2 separate regions of the Bactrocera dorsalis genome follow, and region 2 is linked to region 1. The links are chromatin contacts, called in public Hi-C maps. All regions are on one chromosome and are shown on one strand. Each heading gives the region's core, a stretch centred on a gene start, on an enhancer-like site or on the middle of the called end of the contact. The rest is flanking DNA. Distances are from core to core; before and after follow the strand shown.

Region 1 (2,698 bases), core at 71-2,570:
AATAAGTACAATGGCAATTGGCGCAGGTAAGCAGCAGCAGCAGTAGACAATAACAACGATGACACCAAAAGATAGAAAAGCAGAGGAAGCAAGCAAGATATGTACATTCATGTGTATGTATGTGTGTATGTATTTTTGTTGTTTGGACTGGAAATGAGCGACAAGCAACGAGCTGCAGTTAAACAACAAAGTAGCGAACAGCGAGCGTGTGGGAATATGGTGTCAATGGTGGCTGTCAGTTGGAGTTGTTGATGAAGTTGCTTTGCTTTGGTTGCTGATGAGCTACGAAAGTTAAATTAGCGTTTTGAATGGGTATGAACTATGGAAACACTAACTGCTTAGCAAATTTAACTGCTTTTAGTAAATTTTATAGCGCTTCAGGAGGCCATCGCCCACGCAGAAGCAGCGAGTTGGCAAGCAGCACGCATTCGAAGGCAATTTTCAATTGAAGAACAAACAATTTGTAGCAAGAAATTTGAGAAAAACATCAATAAAAAGTTGAGTTAAATATTATTTTTATTGTTTACTAATGCAAAAACAATGCGAATGTGTTTAATTGGCAAGTAAGGCAGCAAGAAAAGCTGACGCTTTAGGCCCAGCTGAGTCTGTGGCACTTGTGGAAATATACAAACGCTGTCACTACGCACGAATTATGTTAAGAATATTTTTTTGTTAAATTTTACACACTTTATTTGTTGTTGTTGTATATTTAGATAGCTATCTACATGAGTATTTATACAAATTTCATTATGCACGCAGTCAAAGCCAGACTTTTACATAAAACATATACCACAATATGTAAGTAAATATATTTATATATGTATTGTACATATATTTGCAAATATATGTATACATATGCACATAATATACATGTCAGCGTTTGTAAGCAAATTAGCACTTCGATTTTAGCAAACGTGGTAGCTGCGAATTTTCTCACTGCCAGACCGCACACACGCACCACAATTTGGCCACAACTTTTTTGCAATGAAAATATTTTTTTTTTCAATTTGCACAATTTTGGATATTTCACAATACTTCGATTTAGCCAAAACTTTTTTCTTTCAATTTAAGCAAAATTTTTCGACAAGCAACGCATCAATCAGCTATATTTGTATGCACATACATATGTATATATAAGATTCAATACTTTTCTATGCACTGCAATACCTTTAAAAATATCTCAAACGCGCCTCAACGTTCTTCTAACTAAGTTTTTATATTATTTTTGCTTTGTTTTCTGCTTCTTAAACCGTACAATCAATCGACTGGGCGAGCGTGAGAATTGGAACTGAGCTAAGCCATTTAACAAGCAGTCAAGTAAAGCCATTATTGTAGCTACGAGTAGCTCACACACTTACACACGTATACATACAAACGCTTAAAAGCGGCGCTATATACCGTGCTTTCCATGTGAGTAGACAATTCCAAGCCGCTATCGCGCTCTGTGCGCCTTCCAATCACCCACAATGCACAATCTACTACTTTGAAGGCAGTAAGCAAATACCTACATACATATGTATGGACATATGTATAGTATATATGTGAGTGTGAACTCAGAGTTAGTATGCAAATGTGTATGCAGGTGTACTTCCGTGCCATGGCTCTTCCGTCTCCTAACCATAACTACAAAATGTCAGCGTAGAGAGAACTGCCGAGCTGTGTGCAATGAGCGCTCATTTGTTGTACAAACATATAATACATATGTATGTACATTTATACTTACATACATACAAGCCATATATTACTCATTTTCCATACTAACTCGCTTATCTAACATGTGTAGCACCGCTCTTCTCCAAAATAATTGCTAGTTGTTATTGTTGTACCAGAGAACTTAAAATGTTTACTCCCGCGCTGATGCTGTTGTTGTTGTTGTAAATTAAACTCGGTTTTTTAGACACGGTTACTTGACTAATTTTGTGCTTATAAGCTTATTGTGTATAAAAGCTTCGACGAGCTTTCGTATACAGTTATGAAGACACTGTGCTTTTGTGTAGTTCGATAGACACTGTATAAAAAACTGCAGATTTACATATGTACATATGTACATACCTACTTATGTATGTAGATATGTAATTCTGAAGACAGCTTTGATGTAATAAATAATGATTTTACGAACCTATACTTGATTTTCATTTTCACACTTACATATATGCAAAGTTATTACAAAAACAAGCTCACTTACATATTACATACATATTGGTCGATAAAGTTAACCGGAGGTTCGAAAATCCGAGAATATTAGGTATATGGGGTCTAAGGTATAGTATACAAGTTTTGTATATAGTATTCAGCCGTTGACCCAGCTTCTTTAAAGTCCTCTAATGCCATCTCGGGATACATTTTTTTGTACCTGACGTATTTAATAATTGATTTATCGCGGTTTTAGTAGTTTTTATACTCGTGCAACCTCTTGCTACAGAGTAACTATAATGGTTGTATGTATAATATGTATTACCTAAAACTAAGTGAGATGATAAAGGGTTATATATATACATAAACGATCCGGATGACCAAAAAAATTTGAAATCTGGCTGACTGTCAGTCTGTCCGTCCGTCCGTGCAAGTTGTAACTTGAGTAAAAATTGTGATATTTTGATGAAACTTGGTATGCGGGTTCCTTAGTACAAGAAAAAATACGAGTTCGTAGATGGGCGTATTTGAAGGACTGCCACCCCCACAAGTCGCCATTAACCGC
Region 2 (2,698 bases), core at 107-2,606, 42 kb before region 1:
AGTCGGCTGGGAAACTACTCTGATTGGCACTTAAGTTGCTGATAGCGATTGTACGTAGATTTAGTTCCTTAGCTTTATACAAAGCATTTCTGCAAAAGGAAAATAATATTACAAATACATTTAATATTTTGAAAATTGAAAAAGTAAAATACAAAAGTTTGTTTAAAAATAGTAGATTTAAGATGTTCTGTAGTTGAGGAGTTCAGTCTACCACTATAAGATAATATAGAGGACCGAGGACCATCGCCTCTATAGCATCTAGCATGATCACATATAGGAATTTATCAATTTGCTGAGGCTAGATCAGTCGTTGTGACTTTGGAGAGGGCACAATAGACCTTAGTTCGCGGTGCAATCCTCCTTTATTTGTCTAATAATGTAGTGGGGAGACTAGTCAATCTATTTAAAGATGGTCCCTTTAATCACAAAACCATTTTTCAATGATATTCTTAATAAGAAGATGTTCAGCAATGCGCTCTCTTCAGACAAGTGATTGTTTTCCACTGCCAACGGTATTTCAAAGGATACCACAGTAGCCAGAGACTGACTGCAGACAGTTCGCGCCGGTTGCAGTTGAGAGGTATGTAGCTAAGTTTTGACGCGCAAGTGGAAATTTGGGTCAAAACACATGTAATAGAATACCAAAGGAGCCCGGATCTTCTGAAAAAGTTTCGTAAAGAGGGTAGCGTTTTCAACGAGCTTTAAGACTGCAAAAATAAATACAGCAGCTTGCTTTAGGTGAAAACACCAGCACTAGCATTGGAGCTGCAGCTAAGGCTAGCTCCAGGAAGGCAACATTATGAGCGGTAACTGAAACTAAGCCAGTGTAACTAGAGCCTGTCTGCAAAGCGGGCATAAAAAGAGGATACTAAGATGAGACTGCTAGTGGTGTATCTGCCAAAAAGGCCGTACTTTAAGGTTGGTGACCAGAAAAAAAAGAGGTATGCGGAGAAGCTTCGTGCTGGAAATCTGCTCAGAAGGGTACAGTTGCAAAACGCTAACCAATGAGGAACCTACAAAGGAGTCCCAGGAATGCATTTATTAAGCAAAATCGGTTATGGCATACCCAACTTTAAACTTAAACTGTCAGTAGCGGCTGGTCGGTGACGTTGATTCCGAAGGAAAAATTCCTAGAGGATAATGGAAGGGGGTACAAGCTGTGTTGAAATACGTGGCGTTGGAAGTATTATTAAGCAATCCGCGACCGTCACTGATCCCAAATAGTATCAGAGCCAAATCAACATGATTCCATGTGACGATGGGAGATTGATCCAGTTTTACAGAGCGGCTATAGTCAAAGTTGGGAAACTATACCCCAAAGCCTGATTTCTGGAGGGTAGAAAATACATTCCATCCTTGGAACATAGCCACACCATCTCAGTTGCACCAAATAATGCAGCTAATTAGAGCCAATTTGCCAATCGTCGGAAATTCGCAAGGGCTTTGGAGGACAACAGAATATGGCGTAGAGACGGAAAGGGCACCGTGGCAGATTATTCGGTTATTAAGAAATGAATACATCGAGATCAGCGATGGGTGCACAAAGGTCAAAATTATGACAAACAAATCAGATCTCGACACTATGCCATGGAGTACTCGAGTGATGTCGAAAGTATTCAGCAAGGTGAGTATTTTTCACGGTCTGAATTAGTGAACAGACTCTAACAGTTATAAGAGTTTTTAACGAATGAAAAGCTCTACAGCCGTAAATATGCCAGATCTTTTACTACGGGTTCTCCAAGTAGCCACGAAATAGCGCCATATTTCCATAAAGAAGCAACAACTCGCGATCTGTGCTATCATAAACCATTACCATTACCAATCACCCACATTACCTGTAAGAGTAATGCAGTGTATTTTCAGCAGCACTTTTGAATGTCTCCTTCACAGCTGGTCCGACGGTGTGTATCACAAATTTGGCTGGTAAATTGTAGCCACGCGTAACGCACACCTCGCCAGTTCGGCACTCTACAGATGAAGAGGAAATGAAGTATTAATTTTTGAAGATTTAAAATGCTTGAAATACTCACCTTTTAGGTTATTGCTTAATTCTTCCTTCAATTGATTACCGGCAGCGGCATAAATGCGTTCGGCAAGTGGATTAGTCTCGTTTTGTGTCTCCTCGATAGTATTTGTGATGGCGTCCACTTCGAGTGTGGTTACATCGCCCTCCCTGTGATGAAAATGCAAATAACGGTACATACATATATATGTATCAATTAAATGATGTAATTGCCAATTACCACAACAAAAAGCGATTATTAACATCTTTTGATAACGGAAATGGACTGCAATTGTGACGTGGTCCGCCCAAAGTGGAGTAGTCCGTTATTGGCAGACGGGTATCTGTCTTCTCTGAGCCACCCCAGACTGAGAGTGTGTCAAATTTTACTTTCTGCTCCGGTTTTTGGTGGTTGGAGGCGAGTGTTGGAGGTGAGCATGTAAATGGAAGAGAAATAAAATCAACCGTTAATTGTTTATTAACGTCGCTGCATTGATGCGAACATGCGACCGCATATGCTCGTATATACATTTGTACGAATTGTTGTTGAAGGCGTCGATTACTTACGCACAATGTCGAGTCTGACGACGTCTTACAATCCTCATTGGAATTGGAATCAAGGCGCATGTCTCTGCAAAGGAAGAAGCGACGTGCAAAAGTATTTCATTAGCGATATAACTAGCATACGTATGTGTG

What was found. Hi-C and Micro-C count contacts between places; a contact is called where the count stands out from the background.
Region 2: a Hi-C map of whole body shows a contact between it and region 1, with 4 times the contacts expected there. The contact joins the enhancer-like site here to the promoter of LOC105228978 in region 1. A contact is called at or near these places in 2 of 2 Hi-C or Micro-C datasets (both in whole body).

What each region holds. Positions count from the first base shown.
Region 1 is chr3:67,297,873-67,300,570 of ASM2337382v1, reverse strand. LOC105228978 (protein GDAP2 homolog) reads right to left here and starts at 1,320. Exons shown (of 15, transcript XM_049451810.1): 1 at 1,168-1,320.
Region 2 is chr3:67,339,924-67,342,621 of ASM2337382v1, reverse strand. It overlaps LOC105228978 (protein GDAP2 homolog), which reads right to left. Exons shown (of 15, transcript XM_049451810.1): 3 at 2,570-2,633; 4 at 2,244-2,395; 5 at 2,031-2,173; 6 at 1,836-1,968; 7 at 1-89. The coding sequence starts at 2,629. Among protein-coding and RNA genes, the nearest start is that of LOC105228978, 42 kb to the right of the region's middle. Within about 2 kb of position 1,356, the one cell type or tissue checked has open chromatin away from gene starts, as enhancers often do.